Linked DNA regions of Sus scrofa: all the other regions are linked to region 1. A link is a contact called in public Hi-C and HiChIP or PLAC-seq data. All regions are on one chromosome and are shown on one strand. Each heading gives the region's core, a stretch centred on a gene start, on an enhancer-like site or on the middle of the called end of the contact. The rest is flanking DNA. Distances are from core to core; before and after follow the strand shown. Region 1 holds the start of LOC102159548. Region 2 overlaps SIPA1L1 (signal-induced proliferation-associated 1-like protein 1). Region 3 holds the start of PCNX1 (pecanex-like protein 1). Region 4 overlaps SIPA1L1 (signal-induced proliferation-associated 1-like protein 1).

Evidence for each region. Hi-C and Micro-C count contacts between places; a contact is called where the count stands out from the background. HiChIP or PLAC-seq counts read pairs in DNA pulled down with a chosen protein or histone mark.
Region 2: an H3K27ac HiChIP or PLAC-seq map of alveolar macrophages shows a contact between it and region 1. The contact joins the enhancer-like site here to the promoter of LOC102159548 in region 1. A contact is called at or near these places in 6 of 47 Hi-C or Micro-C datasets (embryonic fibroblasts, fetal heart ventricle, fetal skeletal muscle and 2 more) and 2 of 2 datasets of contacts at active chromatin or transcription factors (alveolar macrophages and skeletal muscle).
Region 3: a Hi-C map of embryonic fibroblasts shows a contact between it and region 1, with 2.6 times the contacts expected there. The contact joins the promoter of PCNX1 here to the promoter of LOC102159548 in region 1. A contact is called at or near these places in 4 of 47 Hi-C or Micro-C datasets (brain, embryonic fibroblasts, epiblast stem cells and 1 more).
Region 4: a contact with region 1 is called in a Hi-C map of skeletal muscle, with 4 times the contacts expected there. The contact joins the enhancer-like site here to the promoter of LOC102159548 in region 1. A contact is called at or near these places in 1 of 5 promoter capture datasets (liver), 3 of 47 Hi-C or Micro-C datasets (embryonic fibroblasts, skeletal muscle and subcutaneous adipose tissue) and 2 of 2 datasets of contacts at active chromatin or transcription factors (alveolar macrophages and skeletal muscle).

The regions. Positions count from the first base shown.
Region 1 is chr7:94,788,281-94,793,900 of Sscrofa11.1, forward strand. It overlaps LOC102159548, which reads right to left and starts at 2,346. Exons shown (of 2, transcript XM_013989147.2): 1 at 1,806-2,346. The coding sequence starts at 2,346. SIPA1L1 (signal-induced proliferation-associated 1-like protein 1) reads left to right here and starts at 1,555. Exons shown (of 27, transcript XM_021099427.1): 1 at 1,555-1,628; 2 at 2,233-2,292.
Region 2 is chr7:95,162,313-95,167,932 of Sscrofa11.1, forward strand. It overlaps SIPA1L1 (signal-induced proliferation-associated 1-like protein 1), which reads left to right. Exons shown (of 27, transcript XM_021099427.1): 25 at 1,171-1,285; 26 at 3,726-3,807; 27 at 4,466-5,620. The coding sequence ends at 4,609. LOC110261627 (a long non-coding RNA gene) reads right to left here. Exons shown (of 5, transcript XR_002346001.1): 5 at 1-287. Among named protein-coding and RNA genes, the nearest start is that of RGS6, 200 kb to the right of the region's middle. Within about 2 kb of position 2,584, at least 14 of the 83 cell types and tissues checked have an H3K27ac peak or open chromatin away from gene starts, as enhancers often do. A contact at or near this core is called in alveolar macrophages, where this site is marked.
Region 3 is chr7:94,442,386-94,448,005 of Sscrofa11.1, forward strand. PCNX1 (pecanex-like protein 1) reads left to right here and starts at 2,616. Exons shown (of 34, transcript XM_021099425.1): 1 at 2,616-3,151. The coding sequence starts at 2,999.
Region 4 is chr7:95,078,078-95,083,697 of Sscrofa11.1, forward strand. The region is part of intron 12 of SIPA1L1 (signal-induced proliferation-associated 1-like protein 1); the gene reads left to right. Among named protein-coding and RNA genes, the nearest start is that of RGS6, 280 kb to the right of the region's middle. Within about 2 kb of position 3,389, at least 10 of the 83 cell types and tissues checked have an H3K27ac peak or open chromatin away from gene starts, as enhancers often do. A contact at or near this core is called in skeletal muscle, where this site is marked.

The sequences.
Region 1 (5,620 bases), core at 1,096-3,595:
GTCAACACGTAGCTGAACTTTATAAAACTGACCTACTATAAAATGAAACACTCATTAAAAAAGTCTGTTTGATGTAAAAGAAAAATATCTGTTATTTATCAGAAATTTGTCTAGGTCTAAGAGCCATAGAATTTTAAAGCTGCAATGACCTAACATGTGTGCTACCCCTCGTTTTATAGATGAAGACTCCGAGAGAAAGATTAAATACATTCTCAAGGAGACTCAATTATTAGTGACAACAAAAACTCACACCCTAGTTTCCAGACTTTGTCCAGTGCTTTTTATCACTGTATCATTAGGTTTTCACTGACATAGTATTTAAACTTGCATGTAACCTAAAAGAATCTTGGTGTATATTTTAAGGTTTCTGGTTCCAAGAGATTGATTTAAATAATGGTTTTCCCATATTTATGTAAATAGGGATGGCATCTTTTTAAAAATTGGTATAATTCACATAACATGGAAACTATTTTTACTGACTCATTTTGATATCAAAAGTTTAAGCTTTTTTAAAACTCTATTCACAGTATCCACTTTATTTAGGCAGTGATATATAAAACCCCCAAAGAAAATTTCTACAATTAAAAGAAGAAACAGGATGAGATTTCATCTTCATCCTCATTTTGGAGTAGGTATGAAGAAGTTTTGTTTCATGAGACAAAGATGGAGAAAGAGAACAGAGGATTATAATTATTTAAAAACAGATAATTCGGTGTGAACAGAAATGGGAGGATAGTTTAACAAAGTCGAAACCATAACTGTGGAGCAGAAACTTTTAATCTAAAATGAAGTACTTTCCAGGGTAGGGTGAAAGCCAAGTACCTCTGAGGACAAGCAGCTTGTTACGTTCATTTCCCCCAACAGACATTAAGTAAACACCTACTATGTATCAAGCTTGTGGAGGCTCTGAGAATACAAAGATGGGTAAGACAGATCCTTCAAGAGCCCAGTTTGTTGGTGGCGGTGGGGATGGGGAGCGGGGGAGGGGGGGAAGTGAGAGGTAGCATAAGGAGTTGGTGGGGTTTGGGTGATGAGATTAGAGTGGAAGGCTGAAAAACTAGATATATGTAGGAAACTGGGGGTTCACACATGCGCTGGCTTCTGTGGCAGTAATCTGTCCCAGAATCCTTAAAAAACAATTAGCTTCATTTGCCAAATTTAGCCAGATAGCGTGACGCTGTTCTTCTGCAAAATCCCTCTCAAAGAGTTTAAAACTCCTTTTCCCGCTTCTAGCCCTTGCTTTCTCCACCATTAGGGCGTCAGGCTAGGGAGAGGGGAGGCTGGAAACTGCACCCACGTTTGCTGCCTCGGCTCTCCGCAGGAGACAGGAATCCAGGGCTTTGCCGTCGTCATAGCAACTAAGAGACTAAGTTCCGCGGTTCCCCCCACCCCCTTCCTCCAACTCCTTCCACTTCCCCCGCCATCTGGGCTGAGCCGCTTCTCTCGCGAGATTTGAGCGCAGCACTGAGCAGCACATCGGTGATCTCACCCGAGACTTGGGGAAAGGGGAGGGAATGAAGGAGGGGAAGGAATGGGGCGGGGTGGTAGGGAGGCGGGGAGGGGAAGGGCGAGTGCGGCACCGCCACCGCCGGCAACTTTGTGAGCGAGTTCGCTGTGTGCGTGAGCAAGTGAGCAAAAGTCAGAGCGGCACTGAGTCCCCGGGAGGAGGGTCCCCAGGGAGGGCCAGGTCTGGGTTTCGGAGGCCGCCCCCTCTGTCATTTCATCCTCTCCCGCCTCCGTGGCTTCCTCCCCATTTCCTCCCCCCACCGATCCTCCTGGGCCTTTCTGCCCCCCGCTGTAGTTACCTGTCCCCTCCCCCACTCGGCGCCCACCTCGGAACTCCGGCCCTCCAGTCATCCAGCAATTGCTTCCCGCGTCGGCCGCCCCCTCAGCGCTTTCTCTTGGGGGCAGGCAGGCGGGATGAGGGGCGCTGAACATCGGAGGCGGCGCGAGCGGGGACCCGAGCGCGCAAACAATAGTTGATGCCCGGGGACCTGGGCACCTCCGCCTCCCCCAACTCTGCTGGGAACGCGGCCCCCGCCGGCTGCTCTCCAGCCTGCATTCCGTGTCTCCCTCGGAGCCAGGCTCGGGAGTTGGGCAGATTCCGCCCCCGCCTCCCCCGGGCCCCCCTCTGCTCTGCGCCCGCCCCGGCCTCGCCGCCTGCTGTTCTCCGCAGAGGAGGCGGCGAGTGAGCGCGCGCCGACCGTCTACACGGTTTCTCTTTCTCCCCAGGGAGAGCGCGCGGCGGACGCGCCCCGGACGCGCGGCCGCACCGGGAGGCCGGGCCGAGTGGTAAGTGGCGTCCGGGCAGGGTAGCGGGGGTGCAGGACTGTTGACAGCCCCCATCCCATTTCTGGCCGGGGCGCGGGTCCAGGGCCCGGAGCAGGACACCCGGAGGCCGGTCAAAGTTTTATTTCCGATTTGGTGGCGTGCAGATAGCGCAGCCCGGCGGGGGCGAGTCTGAGCTGCAACGCGCCCGGCGCGCGCGCGCGCGCGCACGCACCTCGGAATCCGAAGCTGCACAACTCTCAGCCAGGCGCCTGTGCCAGAGGCCAGGAGCCCCGCGCCCCCGTCTGGGTGCTGCGCCTATCCTGCTGCCCTCGTCTTCACCGGGCGACCCTTCCCCTTCAGTCACCTGGGTGAGAGCTTTGCAGGCTGTGCCGGAGGGCGGGCCGAGAGGTTAAATCGTGAGGAAGGGGGAAGAGCAGCTGAGTGCCCGCGGGTGGTTCATTTCTCTCCGGGGGGTCTGGTGGCGAGTGAAATCCCGGGATGCTCTAACCTGCTTTCCGTGGAGCAAGTAAACAGCAAGAGGGCTGGGGAGGCGTGAAGGTACTGCAAAAAAGAACTTTTTCTGCTTCGCCCCATCTGTTTCCAACTTCTCTCCTGACCTTAAAGGAAATTTGCCAGGCTCCCTCCCTATCGCTCCACGGCATTTCTAGGTGGACAAGTAATCGTGTTGGGCAGGTTGAAATTTCATCAGATTCACTGTTTGTAAAACATAGACAAGGGAGATGGCTCATTTTCAAGGAAAATGTTGTTTAATTGAGTTATTAGTATTCATTTTGAAGAGAAGCATTTGGGGACTGATGGATCCTAGGCTGCATTTACTTGATAGATTTTATTTTTCATGACGGGTATTTTAGAGGCAGCACTCACTGAAATTCTTACTACCTACTAAACGATTATGTTTCTAAACTGGGAGCCAGTGATATGATGCAAATTTCAGAGTAAAAGTGTCGACTTTCATCAGGTTCCAGGTCTCTCTGGATGAACTGGGGTTGGCGTTTCCTCTATAAAGCAAACCTTTCATGTTGAAACTCTGACTCAGACTCTTAAAGCCATTGTTTTTATACTGGTACTCTGTGGGAGTTAAGTGTCAACTTTCTCTCGTTTTCTCATATGGAATATTCGTCCAAGGCAAAGATTCTCTGACTTAATCTTTTGAAAAAGTACAAGATTAAGTCCTATAGAATCATTCTCTGCATCCAGTTTAGTAACAGTATTAATTTTCTATTTAATCCTGGTTTAATGACTTTTATAACTTTCTCCTTTTTCATTTTTCGAAAGCTTCAATTAAGCCACCTTTACCAGGAAAGAAAAAGTCAGTGGAAATAATATAAAACAGTGGTAACAGCAGTAGCCTCAAATAAAAGGTTTTCATAAAGCAGTTTATGGTCACTGATGTGTTGGACTAGTAGATGCCATGCCAGTTATTAATGAGTATATTAATGTTAAAACATTTTTCCCATCGAGTAAATTATTTATACTAAAGCATTAGCAATTAACAATGCATTTAAAATGATTTGGGTGATGATTTGCTTATAAATGGTTAGGAACGAAATAAGAGATTTTGAGGGTACATGGTTTTATGTGGCTGCCAACTTATTTTCTTATCTCATTATTCTTAAGTAAAGGACTCCTAAAGTTGACTGTATTGCTAGATTTCTCTACTTGACTGAGAGAACAAGTTTGTCAAGTGGCTCAAGACAGTCAGTAGGTGTTGCTGTTAGCTTCTCTGCGGTTCCTGGTACTGCCCCTTGAGTTTGAAATTGGAGTTCTGTGCAGTGAACTTTTTAGGTCTGAAGTATAAGGCAGTATTAGGTGTGACTTCATTGTAGGATTCCGTGGCAAGGTGGACTTGAATTTTGGTCATAAAAACTTCAAAACAGCTCACTGAAATTTATGTTTTGATTCTTTTAACTCTGTCCTTTCACTGTTAATTCCAGGCTTTCCTACTTTGCTTTTGCATTGAATTAGGTTTGTAATTTTAGTGTAGGTCTTCCCCCATTTCCTCACCCCCAGCCACATCTTGATTTTTTTTTAACAACTTTAAAATTTAAACAGCTGGTAACTTTATTGAAGTCACAGATTGAAGATGGCTTGAAATGAGCGATTTTGTAAAGACTTTGGAAGATCTTGATTGACTATGAGTTGAGATATGTATACGTTCTATCTTACATGTGCAGTTTGTTTTTCAATAAATGGCTTTTTCTATCTCTTTGAATTGTGAAGCAGGAGTGTGAGGAGAGGCAGAACAGTGTAAGCATACAGATTCTCTGAATCTTTGCAATGTAGGGGAATGTATGTAGGGATTGATGGCAACCTAATTGTGTGCTTCCTGTTGGTTCTCACTGTGTGCTGTCATTTCTGTTGGTCCCCATCAGTGCACATATGAAGTATGCCTAGCCGGAAGATTTTCAGGTGACATCGAAGATTTGAGCCTTTTGGTTCATTGACCAAGTCGGACTTTCTCCAAGGAAGGCAAATAGACTCATCTCCATAATGTAGAGCTAGTGCTCTGATACCATGTTTCTTTCTAACTTTGGACCCAAATCACAGAAGTTCATATCTCAAATTCAGAAAAGAAATTTCTGTTCGTAACATCACTGTATTTCTAACCTTTTGAGATTTGCAGCTAGTCAAACAGTATTTATTGAGTGCCTCTGCCTGGGAGGCAGGCATGCTGATGCGTTCTGTGATCCAGTGGTGAGAGAAAGAGTGTTCTTGGCCTCAAGGAACTTACAGTGCGGTGGAACCATTTGTAACTTTTCCTGGCCTGGTGTTTGATACCCTGAGGCCTCCACGAAAGCTTTGCAGAGCAGGCAATTATTTTTGATTTTACTTATTGAAATTAATTTTTGAAATGAATGGGGCCCAGCATTTGTCCTCCGAAGGAATCGGTTTCATATTTTTCAGCTATGGGATCTTAAAACATAATCAAATCTCTTTCTGTACTGGTTTTCTGAAATTTTTTTTTTTTTTTTTTTTTTTTTAGTCATGGGTGCAATCAATACTGACCAGCTTTGCTGCAAAAATTATGGTGACTCTGTGTACGAAAGTACTTTGTAAACTGTAAGGTCTTATTTGCAATTGCATTTTCTTACTTTCTGATGAACACATTCATAAATTGTTGGAGTTAGAAAGGAGATTGAACAAAAATCATTTTATAGATGAGGAAACTGCAGCCCAGAAAGTTGCAGTGACTTTTTCAATGGGATAGAAGAACTACTCAGGGATCACACAGTGATGGGAAGGTAGGGTTTCAGATTTAACTCTATGTTTTTATTTCCTGGCTTTTTTTCTCCGACCTTAGGGTCTGTTAGGTTAACCTTTACCTACT
Region 2 (5,620 bases), core at 1,334-3,833, 370 kb after region 1:
TGTATCTGGGAACGGCAGAGTGCAGGGGAATCCCAGCTGTCACTTGGCTGAAAAGAACACGTGTCCAGAGAGAGTCTTTCATCACATCATAAAGACATCATTGCTCAACACACACTTGGATCTGTTAGGATGCTTGTCCTGCTTGGCCCAGACCAAGTGCGCCGTCTGCCCTTCTCATTCATCCCTCCTGTGGGTGGTAGTGTGTTCTCTGCCTGCACTCTTCCTATGCTTGCGTTAAGCTGCTGGTCCTGAAATGCAGCCCTGTAGACTGTTGCTGACCTGCTCTGCTAAAATAGAAAAAACTAAAAGTAATGCTCTGTGTTGACATAGGTTGTCAATCATCTTTTTTTCAATAGACTGACTCCCCCGATTCCCAAGGTTGTCCCTCCACACTTGTTGATGCTAAGATGGTCCTTGTAAAATGATGATACTGCCAGATGACTGGTTTTTGAGTTTTATTTTATTGCCCTTACTGGATAAGTTGCTATTCTGTCAAGCTCAAATTTTGGGGGGAAATTGACTAGACCTGAATTCAAAAGTCAGGCGGCCATGCAGCAGTGAATCCCCACTTTAGCTGATGGAAATTCACCAGGACCAACTTGATTGGAAATTGAGTGACCAAGGGGTTGGTCACTCTCATGCATATAAAATCAAAGTTTTGGCTTTTTAGTAGGAGATTTGATTTTGCTACTTGACTCAAGCTTGAAATTGTATTTGGAAACAGAGAGTGTGTGTGGACTTAGGTTGAAGCCCACCAAGGTAGCCAGGAGTCTTGTGGAAAATGTCCTTGCAGAAGCCTCAAGAAGCTTAATACGAAGAACCCTTTTATGCATTTCCTGTCACTGAGTGGGGAGCCTTGGTCTGGAAATTTGGCACAAAGCCTATTTTGAGGGAAACCATTTAATAAACCATTTACTTTGATGAGCAAGCAAAAAACTGGAAGAGACACCGATTCACAACAACTATATTTAAAATAAATTTAGCTGGAAGAGGAGAGCAGCATTGAAAACAGTAGAAATTTTCTCCTACTCGAGTTGGGCGATAAGGCTTCTGATGCATTCCTGCCCCTTGAATAGATTTGACTGTGCATGTAGGACATTTCTTGACTTGGTAGAGAGGCGCCAGGATGTGGTTCCAAGGTTACTGAATGGCTTCTTCTCTCCCTTCCAGTCCAGAGAGCCTCGTTCTTTGCTGCTAGCGATGAAAACCATCGCCCTCTGAGTGCCGCATCCAACAGTGACCAGCTTGAGGACCAGGCTCTGGCCCAGATGAAGTCTTACAGCAGGTTGGTCCCCCAGTGGCGAGGGTACCACTCTGGTGATAGCAGGTGGGGGGAAGAGGCGATGGAGGCCACCTGGATGAGCTGAATGAAGTTTATCCGTGATGCCACTTTTACTTAGAATGCTTTATAACGAAATACTCTAAACACCATTGAACAGTTCTTGGTGACTTAAATGATGTATATTCATAATTATGACTTCAATGCCATAGTACAGTTACGTTCTAGGGTTTATTAGGTAAGGTAAGTCACTCGTGCTAAATATCCTTAGATGCCTATGCGTGTAGTCCTTGAGTCTGGGTTTTGAGTCGCTTCCCCCGCTGACAGTTGGTCATGCTTGTAAATGTGCCTGCATCTTAGCAACTCCTAGTGTCCTACTTCAGACCTACCATCAGAACTGGGTCACCTCCGAATAGTGAAGATTTATGCAAAATAAGCAAAAAAAGCAGTAGTTAAGAGTATGGGCTATTCTGTTGGTTATGTCGAGGCTGACTTTTCCATTTTGCCTCAGCGAGGTTATTGGATAAATGGGTGATGTTCCTGTGCCTTAAAGTATCCCCACAGCCACCCATGGACACACAGTAACCACTCCTTGAAGCAGAGTAATTCCACCAGTTTGACGGCTCTTCTTTTAAAACCTCTCTTGAGAATGGTTAAGAATGCAAGTATCTATAAAGCTTGGTCAGGACAGCCAACAACAGGAAGAGGAAGGTTGTACAGATTTGCACACATGCACACCCCGGGACGTGTGCTTCTGCGGACTTCCTGAGCCGGTCTGCAAGGAAACCCTCCTTGTGGGTAAAGTGTAGGAGTGACGCATCATTTGTTCTGTGTGCAGCACGCAGACGCTGCAGGCATCCTGTCACTGGGACAGCTGGGGCAGGTGGTTAGTTGAGCTGCTGAGAACTTTTTTTAAAAAACTGTGGCGTCAGGGGAGAGCCCGAAATGGCCCTTCTGTAGGATGCAGAGCAGTGTGAGTGAATGAAGACTGTTCTCCCGAGAAGGGATTATGAAACAGTTCCTAAATCTCTGTGGACGAGTAAGAGGAGGAGGAGGAGTTCTTTGCTCAGTGTGGATGAGCACATGCAAATGGGGTTAAATACGTTTTTAAAGATGATCGGTGCGCTCGCAGACACGCACTCACTGTGAGAATCTGCGGAAGTCAAGATAGGCTGCTGAGAGCCACTACCAGTCTGCAGTGGCTGTGGCAGCCCTTCCAAGAGCAGAGACGGTGGACTCGATGGCTTGAGAAGGACAGCCCTGCCCCCATCTCTCAGCCTCAGCGTTTCGGGCAGCTCCACCCTTCTTCTGTCTTGTCTTTGGCCTTCACCCGGTCAGCCATGCCCTGCCTGTGGGGCTGTGGCTTGCACTTGATTGACCACTTCCCTTTTAAAATCTATTCGCTGTCAGCTTTTCATCAGTCATCCTGTCTTAGACGTTTGGAGGTCATTGTCATTCCATTTTATTGGCACCCTTGTGCCACTCTGCACCACTCTGGGCTCGCTGTAGATCCAACAGCAGCAGAAGACATTGGCACCGCTTATTTTAGGTCAGGAATTCTAACTCAAAGTTTATCTCGTGACTCCAAGATTTCAGAGGCACCACCTTTGACATCTAGAAAGCAGCAGCTGCTTATGTTGTCTCAGTGGAAGCCTTGAGCTTCTTGGTTGTGGGATGGAGGCGGTGTTTCTGGGTGAGAACTCTCCCGGAAACATTTCAGGGCTTGAATTCAAGGAGAGGAGAGGGCGGGAGAAGAGGTGACAGGGTCTCCAGCCCTTGCCCAGCTGTGCATTCTGTCCAGTGTGGCCTCTCATCCTCTCGCTCCCTCCTTTGGGCGCTCCACTGGCATGGCATTTTTAGCAGTTCAGAGGAAAGGGAGAAAATGAGAAATTTGTGGCCTTTAGAGTTTGCTGATCATGATAGGAAAGAGCTTTACGGCATTAAGACTAGACTGACAATCTTCTGAAAGATGGAGTCTTATTTTCAGAATAGTTAAAGATACTTAAACTAGCTTAAGACAAGACATGGGCAGGATAACGTAGCTGCCCCAAGCGAGAGTCGGTGCCCGCCCTCCCCAACCCTCTTGCACGCACAGGGGCCACTCAGGGGACAGGAAACATTTCGCTCTTTGACAGTCATGTCTGCCCAAAGTCCCTGTTGTGCTGCCAGAGAGACCGCTTTTACTTATTGTCCCATATTCTTTTGTCACAAAGATGCAGCCTCTTTAACAAAGGAAGCCATTGATGGGCTGCAGTTCACACTTTTGTTAAGATAACCATTTTCTTTTTGAAAATGAAAATGCACTGTTGTGGCACCATACTGAGTAATTGTGACATTGAAAAACATAAATACAGCCACTTCCTTAAAAAAAAAAAAAAACAAGGCCCAGGTAACCCAGCCGTGGAGGCTCCTGCCAACGTGGTCTCTTGTCTCTTGTTCCCCGCAGTAAAGATTCCTCTCCCACTCTGGCTTCTAAAGTGGACCAGCTGGAAGGGATGCTGAAGATGCTTCGAGAAGATTTGAAGAAGGTAAACACATTCTCACAGCAGGCTGTCCGGTCCATGCCAAGTGCCCTTGAACTGTGAGAGCCCTTTATCAGTAGTGTTCCTGGAATAAGATGTGGGCATTTTCCCTCTTTTCTTGGTACCCACATGTTTAGGGGGCCGCTTGGAACTTGGTTCCCACTGCCACACAGTGCAAGAAGGCCTTCATTGTCCCGTGTACAGAAAAAGCATTCCCCTCTTTTCTGAGTACCTTCAAACCTCAGCCAGCCCACTCGGAGGCCTCTCCCCGCCTCCTCATCCCTGGGCCATGACCCAGCCCCACCTGTCCTTACTGTTATTTGGGCTTTTGCACAAGAGAATTTTTCTGTTAAGACAGCAGCCACCAGACCGTCATCTCCATGTAAGACAGCCCTTACCCCTTCTAATTTAACAAAGACATTAAACTACACAGTCCTGTATTTACAGTCCAAAATAAACCTCTAGTGGATCTCTCTAGCAGTCTTGTGCCCTGGGAGAGAGCATCTGAACGCCCAGTGCCAGCCACGGAGACAGCAGCGGCTGTTTAGTGGAAAGAAGGGGAAGTGGGCGAGGGGTGCACACGGATTCACAGCCACTCCCTCCAGCTGCTGGGCTGGGCTGGGCCACTCTCTTAAGTTCCTTTCCGCTCTGCCCACTCTTCCAGGAAAAAGAAGACAAAGCCCACCTCCAGGCGGAAGTTCAGCATCTGCGGGAGGACAACCTGAGGCTGCAGGAAGAGTCCCAGAATGCCTCCGACAAGCTCAAGAAGTTCACCGAGTGGGTCTTCAACACCATAGACATGAGCTAGGCCAGGAGGGGGGCCACCCGCCAGCGGAGGCCTCCTCAGCCCTCCCTCCCCAGCTCCCGACTCGCCCCCTTTCGGGGAGTGCACACCACGACAATTGCAGATCAACAATCATTATCTGCCTTTTGTAGAAAAGAGAAAGAAAATGGTAAATAAAAATTTTAAAAAGTAAAATAAAAGTTTAACTGCTAAAATGTGAATGTCTATTTTTTTGCACAATATCTTTATCTGTTATGTATTTAAAAAGAAACTGGGCCCAGGGCCAGGGCCTCCCCCTGGCCCATCTCCCTCTTTCCATCAGCTCTTTCTTATTTCAGGTACCCCGAGCTTTCCCTTGTTATTCTGACAAATGTCATTGTTCCTAGGAAAATAAAGTTTTCAACTGTTTATTTGGGGAGGGGGATTTCCTTACCTTCATTCCTACAATGCCTGGGGAGGGAGGTGCTTTTAGAAAATGCCTACCTCCCTTGAATGGCCTGTGCATGAGCCAGTGATGTTTGTCCCTGTCTCACAGAGATCAGCAGGATGGGTTACTTAAGGGTAGCAAATGAGTGAACCAGAGAGCAGCAGAGCTAGAGCCTGCAAGCCAAGCCGCGCCCCTTTTCCATCCTGCATTGTGACAGCACGACTTCCTCCTTCCTTCCTGGGGAGATGGTCCAGGGCTCTGTGCTCCTCGGCAATGGAGCCTTTTTACCTGGCTTAAGTAAGTCCCTCTAAATTGGAGTCAGCCTTTCTGTGTCTTCCTGCTTCCCAAAAGTAATCAGTTTCAGAATTCCTCCAACTTTTGACCAAAATGCATACAAATCATAGGTTTATTTTTTTGGAGATTTTTAAAGATAACCATGTGGCAAAATAGTATTTGTAGCGCTCTCAAAATGATTGTATTAATACATCCTTCTCTCCAAAGCAAGGCTTTACCAGTATTTGTAACTAGGAAAAGCAAACGTTAAATTGTAAACTTTAATATTTCCTTGTTCGGAGCAATGACTGTGATAGCAGAATGGGCTTTTGAGA
Region 3 (5,620 bases), core at 1,366-3,865, 350 kb before region 1:
ATCCATTTCACTGAATTCTTTCAATGGCTAACTCCCTAAGTCAGTTAATTAGCTTTTTTTTTTTTTTCTAAAATGCTTTTACCAGTCCAGAGCTGAAAGACGTAGTCTATACGCCTGAGATTACTCATCCGGCTGACCCCTTTTCACTCAGTGACTGGTGCCATGTGACTCCCACTTCTAGACTCTTAGATCAATCCCAGTCACACTGAGAGGGGAATTAGAGTTCCATATTAACATTCTGAGACCTCAACATAAGGCAACCCCGACCGGTGTGAAATGCAGTCTCAGTTATAGGTGTTCGGCTCCTCCGTTGTTTCTAAGGCTCCTTTTGTCTGCCAGATCTGGTCTTTGGACACTTGTCTTCCCCTGAGCCCAAGTCCTTGTCCTCCAAACTTGCCCAGTGCATCTTCTCAAGGACCTGAATTCTATTTATTTTCATCAGTTCCCCAAAGGGAGCAGAATGCAGACCTGGAAGACAGCACTGAGGCTGGGGCCTGGCATTTTCTTAATGCTTGCCAAGATTTCCAATTTTTCTCTGCTCCTGGATTTTCCAAGGCTATGTTTCAGCTGCCCATTGGCTTACCACACTCACATTCTCTGTGTTGAACCAGCCTGATCCTGGCTGCCTTCCTGGCTGCTGCCGGTTACATACCCTCCAAATACTCCCTTCTGGCTGCACACTCATCATGCCAGCTGGGTCTGCCTCCAGTTCCATGGCTGTGTCTGGTTCTGGTCTCCATTTCTTCCAGTCCACCTCACCCCTATTACAGTTAATCCTTTTACATTAAACTATAGCAGATATTTGCTGGTGTGGAAACCAATGTGGTACTGGAATTTTATCCATGTTTACATCTTCCTTTGTGTTGGAAAAGCTTGGGATCACTTCCAAAACCTGCTCAGAGAATTTACCTGTCTCCTTTAGGAGAAACAAATGAACACCCGACAATACCTTGTGTCTGTGACCAAGACTCAAGGCCAAACTTTTAATTGTAAAATTGCATGTTTAACCTCAATTTTGCTCTTAGACATACTAATATACTTTAAAGTATATTTTGGCCAGTGTCGCTCAATTTCAAGCTATGTTATTGGAATTCAGTGACTATGTGCCTATAAGGAATTGAACAAATCAAGGCGGGGGGTGGTGGTGTTCTACATGGTAGTTTCAACTTTTAAGGTAGATTAGAATCTTCTGGAGGGTTTGTTAAAACAGATTGCTAGATCTCACACCCGGAGTTTCTCCGGAGTGATGCCTGAGAATTTGCATTTCTAACAAGTTCTTAGTGATGTTGACACAGCTGGTCTTGGGCTTACACTTTGAGAACTGGTCATTCGTTTAAGCTGGCCACAGGTGACCAGAAGCTGAGCAGTTATCCACCAGTTCAAACTCTTATCTGAACAGATAAGATGTAAAGTGCTGCGAAATAAACTGCCAAAATTCAGTTCATGCATTTAAGACGACTGCTGGTTGCAGAAGTCTTCTCAACCACTTATTACTTGAGAGAACTTGGGCAATCATTTAGTTTCTTTGAACTCTGGTTTCCTAATTCATAAAATAAGGATAGCCTCTAGGCTGTTCTTAACAGGAGTATTGTGAAGGTCAAATGAAATGGATGTGGAAATTCCTGAACTGTGAAGTGACTCTGGGAGGTATTGCAATAGGTTTTCAATACTCTTCTGAAAACTTCACCCCCGGTTTCTTTTGGCTCTCTTTTCTTGTTAATTATAGCAACTTTAATCCAAGAATACAGAGTACTTTTATTGCTATCATAAACTCAAACTGCAAACTCTTTTTAAAAAAATTTCATTCAATGAGATCAGACGTGCCTTATAAACATTACACAGAGCCAAGAATGATTCCCAGTCTTTACAGCTATAAAAAGTGCAAGATCTTATTGTGAATTGGGGTGGAGCCACAGTTAATCTTTCAACCCTGTTTAGATTGGCCCATTAATAAAAATGGCTGCAAGTTACAGCACGTTAAAAAAATAAAATCACCATGTACAATGATCAAGCTGTCCAGCCCATACTTTTACATCTCTTACAACTTCTATTAATTTAATCTGTCTTTGCACGTAGTAAATCTGTCCAATCCTGGCCGTGGTTATTTTTCTGTCAAGAGCCTCCAGCTCATTCCACGGGCCAACACAGTTCTTGCTCAAATTGGGTGCATTTGTGATTCTTTTCAATCGTCATCAGCTGTACCTAATTCTTTCACGTCTTCAGTGAGTATCTTGGATATTAGCCTCGTTGTTCCCAGGTCTTTAATAAATATAAAACGTCAGCCAGGATGCTGACAAGGTTCCAAAGTTAAGGCTTTGGAGAGTGGAAGACCCGGTTTCTGGACTGCTCACGGAACTTGCCAGGGTCGCGAGGCGGGAACACAGAGGGGTCTCCCACAGCCCGGACTCTCCGTCCCCGGAACCTCGGCAGCCCCGCCCCCAGGCCTGGGCTCGCGAGCGTTTCTCCCGGGCGCCGGCAGGAGGCGCCCGCGGCGGCGCAGGGGCTGCGCGCACCCGTGGGGAGCCGGCCCAGGGGGCGGAGGGAGAGGAGAGGAGGAGCCGGAGGGGGCGCGGCTTGCTCCCGGTCGCTCCCGGGCGCCGGGCCTCCTTCTCCGCCTGGCCCAGGGCTGGCGGCCGGCGGGGGTCGCGGCGGCGGCGGCGGTGGCGGCAGCGGCGCTGGCGGGCCGCGGGCGGCGGGGGCCCGGCTCCGGGTGTTAGGAGACAAGATGGCGGCTGCGCTCTGGAGGCCGGTCTCCTCTTCTCCGCTCTCCTCCGCCCCGCCGCTCGCCGCCTCCTCCTCGGTCTCCTCCTCCTCGTTCGCTGCCTCCTCCTCCTCCTCTTGCAGCAGCCCTAGCGACCGCCGAAGCGCCGGCCCGCTCTCCCGGAGCTCCGGAGGCGGATAGACGGGGCAGCTGCGGGCTCTGGTGACCGAGGCAGAGCTGGGGCCGGGGCGGGGACCGCGGCGGCGGCGGCGGCGGCGGAGGCGGCGCCGGGTGGGGATGGGGTCGCAGACGCTGCAGATCCTCCGGCAGGGGGTGTGGGCCGCTCTCAGCGGGGGATGGTACTACGACCCGCACCAGGCCACGTTCGTGAACGCGCTGCACCTCTACCTGTGGCTCTTTCTGCTCGGCCTACCCTTCACCCTCTACATGGTGAGTTGTGGGGGCGGGGAGGAGGGTGGCTCCTAACCCCCTTCTGGCTGGCCGGGTTCCCCGAGTCCAGCGGGCGGTCGCGCCTCCCTGGCTCCGGGCGGGGAGTGCGCCCTCTTCGCCTTCCCCGTACTGTCCCGATCCCCCGCGGGCCCACCGCCCCCTTGGCTCTAGTGCTCCCCTCCCCCACGCGTACTCCCCGCTCTTCTCTCCCTGGAGGGCTTCCCTTATTTCAGGGATGACGGGAGAAGCGGATCAGCAGCAGCCCCCGCCTCCCTCCGCGCCCCACCCTGGGGTGGGGGTGCCCAGCCCGTTTACGGGGAAAGAGTTGCTTCCTAGGCCCCTCCTTCGAGGTTCCTGATCCTGCCCCCCCCCTTTCTACCCGGGTGGGTAAAGCCTGACGGGGGCTCCCTGCCTCCGCATTTGGGGTGGGCGCCGAGCATTGTGCTCCCAAGGGGCCGCCGCCTCCATCCCTGGCACGCGTGCTTATTTGCGCTCCGTTCCTCGGGCGCCGGGCACCCCTTGGGCACTCCCTTCCCCCGAGGCGGTTCTCGCTCCGCCTCTCCGGGGAGTACTCTCCTTCCACCTCGCCTCTAATCCGCGTGCGGAGCCTTTGGAGCGGGGGAAGAGCGTGTGCCGCTCGGTTTGGAATGTATTTGTGGGGCATCCGGGCCCTTAACTCGCTTAGACGTGGTGGTTGAAAATCTGGCTCTCACTCTTCCTGCCTCTCAAAATCCTATTTTTGCTTACCACTGGTTCAGTTCTGTTCAGCGCCTTGGTCGGTGACTGTTATTTCCAGGCCAGCTTTGGGGGGAGGGAGCGGGGGAGATACGGGGAAATTTGGCTGGCATTTCAGCAGATTTGTTTGGGTTGGTTCAAGGCCTTTTACTGATAGGAAAGAGAAAGTACTGCCTGTTGCTGAATTCGGTACGATCAGCTTCTTCAGCTTCCCCGAATGATCTAGCTTTTTAACCTGTATTTTCACTGAAAGTTGTAAGCGCATTTTCTTTTTTTAAAACACATTAGGTTAGGGTGGGGCATTAGGGAGACTAATATGGAAGAGAGGTGATACTTAAGCTTCAGTTAAAACTTTAAAAGTGACCGGAAGGGAGGTAAGGTTTGTAACTTTATTTTAGGAGGCCTTTGAGTGTATTTCTGTTGACTTTATGCTTCTTCGTGGAGCTGTAGTAAGGATGCTGGATGAGAAGGTCTGGGAATATGACTACATCAGTGTTAAAGGTGAGGATACCCAGTTCTTTCCGAAGTGAAGCCCATTTTCGCTAATTGGCAGAACAACTGGAGGAAGATGTGCTAAATTTCACCTTTTTCATTGAAATTGTTTGGGAGGGACATGCTGCTTGAGGTAAAAAAGTCATGTAAGAAATTGCTGATGACTGATGGATTATTTTTTTTAGGGGACTTGTTCAGTCTTGTCCCTGTCTGAAAATTTATCACGAAGTGTTTTAGTTTTCAATTAATTCTGGCCTAGGGAGTTAGTACTATTTGCACTTCTTTATCTTCCAGGAATATGACATCATTAACGAACAGGTTAATTACTTTGGGTGTAAGAATCCTCAGGCTGTCACAGAGTTTATCATAGCTGATTTCTTTTATATCCAGGAGAATTGTAGATTTAAAACTGAAGCTGGTTCTTGAGATATCAGGATTAGTTGCTATATTCTGGTGTAAAGTTTCCATGTTGAGACCGGTGTTAGTGGCTAAGACTCTTGGTGTAACTAACAAACATTACTAAAGGAAACTTAGAGCAAATGTAGATCCATACATTGAGTTTACTCCTTCATTTTGGGAGTTTATTCAATTTAATTTAATTCACAAATATTTGAGTGTCTGCTATGTGCTGGGCAGTTTGCTGGGTTCTAGGAAAATATAAATTGCTTCTCTAACCTTCTTGTTTAAGTTTATGGGCTCTCTTCCTAAAAACTTTAAAAAGCTGATTCTTTTCTTCCTGTTTCTTTCATGTCCAGTTCACCAACAAATCTTGTGGGTTCTGTCTTGAAAACATAACTAGAATCCAGCTAATCATCATCACTTCTCTCTTAATTCAAGCCATTGTTATGTCTCTCCCAGGATATTGCAAGTTCTAATGAGAGTCGCTGCTTGCATTCTTTATTCTCTATTCTTCATAAAAATGCCTGAGTGATTCTTTATAACATTAGTCAGATGGAGGCATTCTGCTCTCAGAGCCACCCCTCCCATGTATCTCCCCCCCCCCCCATTTGCCCTCTTACAAGTTTTCCCACACAATAGCCATTCCTGCCTCAGGGCCTTTGCACTTGCTCTTCTCTCTCTGTCTGGATGGCTTTTCCCCTCCAGGTGGATATCTGTGTGACTTACATGCTACATTTATATCAGGTTTCAGTTGTGTGTGAGGCTTTCCTTCATAACCTGTGTAAAATAGCAGCTTCCCAGCTCCTGAGATACTTCCCAGCCCCCTTACCTTCCTTTATTTAA
Region 4 (5,620 bases), core at 2,139-4,638, 290 kb after region 1:
TTTTTTTTTTTTGGTATAAATATAGCCACCTACACAGAAAGTGGCCAGCGCAGACTGATAATTGGTTTGTTGTGAGAAGTACAATGTTTTAATCCCAGGTGGAATGCAGCTTAATTACAGGAGTAAGTCAGCAAGTTCAGAGAACAAAACAAGTCTAGGGATCTAAAGAGGTTTATTTTCTCTTAAAGTAGTATGAAGTAGAGTGAAAAATGTGTATCAATTTTGAGATAAAATGCAGGTCTTCAAACAACTTTCATACCTATGATGTTTTCTCATACCCAAGCCCTTCCCCAAACTGCTAGAGGTGTGAATTTATCTGCTTCATTAGATGTACTCTGGTGGGAAAGCTTAGAGACACATTGATTCAAACCCAGTTTATTTAAATATAACTTTGTCTCTCAGTGATGTAGTTAGAATAATTCAGCTGCTTTTCATCATTTAAAATCTCTTTTCCCAACTTTCTCCTCTGTGAACACTCACATTTACTTACTGACATCAACTTGGTACCTAAAGTGTGGAAAGTTATTTCCTCAAAGGAGTGCCTTGCTGTGTAGAGAGTTGTGGGGTCAGTACAGGCTAAAGATATAAGGAACGTTTAACTGAGAAAATGGGATTCATTGTGTGGTTTGAAGCACAGATGGTGAAGTTCAGTGAGAAAATGAGAAGCCATTCTGGGAATCGAGGGTGGCCAGACGTATAGATAGACGTATAGATACAGGGTGGCCAGTGGTATAGATGGACGGATAGATGCAGGAAGGACAGTGGAAAGAAGTCCAGTAAGAAGGGTGTGCTGTTGAAGGGTGACTAGGCAGTAGAGGCCCTTGGAAGGCTAGATCATCACATAACAACATGGTATAAAGCAGTTTTAGGAAAACTTAGCCACTGTCACCAGGCAAGGTAATTTTTATACAAGCACAAATTTAGAGCTGCTTCTTCTTCTCTCTCTTTTTTTTTTTAACCAGTTCTTTATCAGAATATCCTAGGTACTATTCTAGGCTCTAGAATACAATAGGGGAACAAAGGGAAAAAAAAAAATCCCTGGGCTGAATATGGAAACGAGGCTCTGAAATAATGTGTGTTATATCTCCCTGGGGACTTGAAAGTTTATACAGGAAAAACTTAACCAATTCAAACTAATTCAAAAAGCCAGTTAGCCTCAAATAGTAGACATAGCCAAGAACTCAGAAATTAATCACTAAGTCTGTGTACTAGAGTTTATGCCTGTACCCGATCAGCGGGCCTTCTGGTGTCTACTATTTTATTTGTATCATTACAGTGAGTTTCATTTTTCCAGTTGATAGATCAGATGAGAAGCAGCAAATCAGAAAGATGAGCGGATTAGTGGCAAGGATGTTCTGAAAGCATCAATTGAGTGCTTACCAATAAAGGGGATGCAGGAAGACTGTTCATGTTAAAGGTACAGATTTAATCAGCATAGCAACCTGGGGTCCATTTGGTTTGGAAGCAAACAGCCAGATATACTCCACTTACTCCTAAGGGCTTCACTTTGTAAAAATACACTGCAAGGAGTTCCCGTTGTGGCGCAGTGGTTAACAAATCCGACTAGGAACCATGAGGTTGCGGGTTCGGTCCCTGCCCTTGCTCAGTGGGTTAAGGATCCGGCGTTGCCGTGAGCTGTGGTGTAGGTTGCAGATGTGGCTTGGATCCCGCATTGCTGTGGCTCTGGCGTAGGATGGTGGCTACAGCTCCGATTCGACCCCTAGCCTGGGAACCTCCACATGCCGCGGGAGCGGCCCAAGAAATGGCAAGAAGACCAAAAAAAAAAATTTGTCCCCATTTTTTTTAAAGCTAGTAAATGGGAAAAAAAAAAAAAAAAGCAACAACCTCATGAATGCGTGGATCTAGGCATTGATCACCAAAGGCTACAGATGTGAAAAGAGACAAACGTGTATCTCATAACGGAAGACTACATCCCATCTGTGAATTAGCCTCATCCTCTCTCCCCACAGTTGAATGTGAATCTGATCAAACCTCTTGAGAGGCCAATTTGCAGGAAATATAAGAGTCCAGAGAAAATGTCTGTATTCAGCAAAATTCAGGCTCTGGACAACTCTATGTGGCAAATAGCCCTGTTTCTCCAACAAATAAATTACAGGAAATAGAAGTGAGTGAGAGACGTAGAGCAGCATTAACAGAATTTGAAAATTTAAGGTAAAATTGATTAATTGTAATGGGTGGGCCTTATGGATCAATCTAGTTCAGACAGACTGTGAAAAAAATCTTAGGATATCTCACACAATTGAAAATTAGAACTTTGACTCACTTTGCTATACAGCAGAAATTGATGGAACATTGTAAATCAACTCTACTAAAAATTTTTTTTCAAAAAGAATTATTGTGAATTTTAAAACTAGTATAATGATACGTGGTTGGACCTGTCTTTGAAACAGATGTTAAATTGTGATCGGTCACCATGTTTAGGAAGGTAGAGAAATATATGTTACTCCTCTCAGAAAGATTTCCATATTCAGCAGTTCCTGTGTCATAAATGCTGAGAGGAGTTTGTATGATGTAGTGTAAAAAGCGCTTGGAATCAGACCAGACTGAAATCTCTCAGATCTTAAATTTCCCTGACTGCACAGTGGGAGGTTGCTTGGCTTCTACTTAAAATCCTGTGCATAAAGTATCTGGTGCAGGCAGGGAGTGTGGTGCATGCACACGACATGTCCATGACCATTTTCTCTGCTTCTCTTGGATAAAAAGAAACAAATATACACGCTTTAGGGGAAAAAAAAAAATTTGCAAGTGGGTCAAGTGATGAAAATTTCTTTTGAGAAGTCTGTTCCAGGCCCTCATTAATCAGCATCCCTGTTGCCCAAGTGTGGCTGACCTTTCTAAGACACCAATCTGAATCTGTCACTCTGTGCTGAAAACCATTTAGGGAAACGTTGAGACTTCCCAGCATAGCCTGCATGGAGTTCTTCAGATCTGGCCTCTCTTGTCTCTTCATGTCCTGGCACCTCGCCCACCCCCCAGCCCCACCCCTGCTGCTGTGTGGAGCTCCTTACAGCCCCTCCCTCTGCACATGCTGCCCTCCAGGCCAAGAATGCCTCTGCTCTTCTCACACACATCCCTGCCCCTCCATCCCCTGATGAACTCCGATTCCTCTTTTCTCTGGGAGGCTCGCCCGACCTCCCAGGACTGGATAAAGTACCTTTCCTGGGGGTTTCCAGTAGCACCCACACCTCCTGGGAGAGTGTGCAAACCACTGGATGTACCCTGTGACGCCTCGCCCCAGGTCCTCACAGCAGCATAGTGCCTGGCATATGGGAGGTGCTCGGTGAGTGTTGGCGAATGAAGACTGTGAGAAGTAGAGCCCCCAGGGAGGGACCGATGGGCACACATTTGTTCTGACACTCGTCTTTCCTGTGCTCTGCCAAGGTCTGCTGTCTTGGAAGGCTCCCCGAGCTGGCAGCCGGATCTGACCTTCAAGGGGGGACTAATACCATTTTGAGGCTAAGCCCCCTTCCTTTTCAGTTTTGTTGTTCATTGCTGTTTCCATGGGGCTTCAGAAATGCAGGTTGTCTGACTTTTTCATTGAGACCTCTGTTCAAATGTTTCTGGAACATTCCCATGTATCGACTTGAAAATGGAATATTTCCATGTATCAACTTGCTGCTTCATGCGAGGTCTTTGATGCCAGCAGATGGCACAAGGCCCAGATCTACTAGAAACAGCCTAATGGTGGTCTCTTTGGCCATGTGACTCTTGCGGCTGTTCCCTTTTGCAGGCACCTCCAGTGGGAGATTTAAAAATGTTTCCTCAGGGAATACGTGTGCTCTTCTCACAGAGCACACTGTTGGCCTTCCAGAAACCCAGGCTCTGGCCACTCCTGGCTCTCTTTAACGAGCCCTGGACAACTCATTTTACGTCTCTGTTTCCTGGAGAAGTGAAGAATTTTTACCAGCTGTTCAAATGGAGGTCCAGGGATGTGTCAAGTGACTGTGAATCAGAATACCTCCTGGTCCCTCCATTGTACTCCAAGATTTAGGGGACAGAACATATTTTTGCGTTGAAATGAATGCAGGTTTTCTTCAGTGGAATGCACAATGAAGATGAATTTTCAGATAAAACTCAAGATTTTGTTGGCAGAATTTGAGGCACACTGACTTCTTCAAGTTCTTCTCCAGGGCTAACGTTCCACAGCTCTTTCGGCCTCCGATCGTCTGTCTGTCTGTCTGTCTGTCTGTCATCTAGATAACCCTCTTGAGTAGAACATCCTAGTCCTTAACAAGGCTGAGTAAGTAAGGCATGGCTCTTAAGAATGTATTCTTTCGAAGGAGTTACAGTATTGCACCCAAGGCGAACATAAGTGTGGCCAAGAAGCCTTTGGGAATCTGCTTTTTAAAATAGCAAGAACCTCTTATAATTAATACATCTGAAGTATCTATATATAGCACACTGAAATTCTGGAGAGGCTTTTTTTCTTAGGAAAGCAAAAATATCTTTCTACTTAGCTTCTAACAGGCCTTATTATCAAGCGTTCAGCATTGGTGGCATCTAAATTAATGAGCTTTTAACCTTGTAGAAAACCTTGAAAGTTAGATTTACCCAAAACAAAACCCTTTATTTGAAAAGAGCACTCTTAGGGTGTCATCTTCCTCATCTTCTTCTGTTAAGGATTCTATTTCTAATGGTGCAAAGCTGATTTTAGTGTCTGTATCGTTTACCTCCCTACCGTGATGAATCACTGATAATTATATGTTAAGGATTCACTTTTTTCCCTCATGGTTCACTCTAGTGCTTCTAATTGTTGGTGGGTTTTCAGTATATGTTCGTCTCAAGTTCTGTTCGTTAATAAATAGATCTGTGGAAAACCAGTGCATTTAAGGGGCATGTGGATGGGTGGTGTTCCTAGCGACACCTCCTGCTAGCATGTTCCTCTCCTTAGTTAAAATCAAATCACAGCTGCTTCTAGAGAAAGAAACATGATTTGAAGTGAAATTAGCAGAAGAAATTGCCAATTTGACAATGAAAGATATTAAATATTTCTGAATCCTTACGGGATTCCTTTTAGAAAAAGGCAGCAAATCTGGGTTTTAGCATCCTCTATTTGACTTGAAACAAAAAATAACATGATCACATTAAAATTATACAGCTGTCAGCATTCAAGCCAGGCAGTTCACATTAGATGAGAAAAATTGCCTTTCTGATACTGATATAATTAGGCCATCATGAATATGAAGCTTTCTGTGACTTCTCATCTCCAGTTAGAGAACAGAATGTTGCTTGCCACCTTTCTTTGTCATGAAGTGAACTAGGCAGTCTTTCTTCTTCTTTTTTTTTTTTTTTTTTTTTTTAATCTGTGAAAAGCCATTTTTACAAATAGGCTGTCTCATGGCATCTTCTGACAAAATAATATAATTTTTATCCTGAGATTGCTGATTTTTATTTATTTATTCTGTTTTCACAAGCAGCAGTCATTTTTTGAAAAGCAAACCTGAATATCTTCAAGCAAACCCTAGAAATAAAAAAAAAAAAATAGTGTAACAGAGCTCTTCAGTTTAATTTGAAAGATGCACACACGCTCTGATTATGTTCTTTCCATAATTCTGAGAATTCAGGAGGAACAGATTTTGTATCGTTCCACTAATGCTTA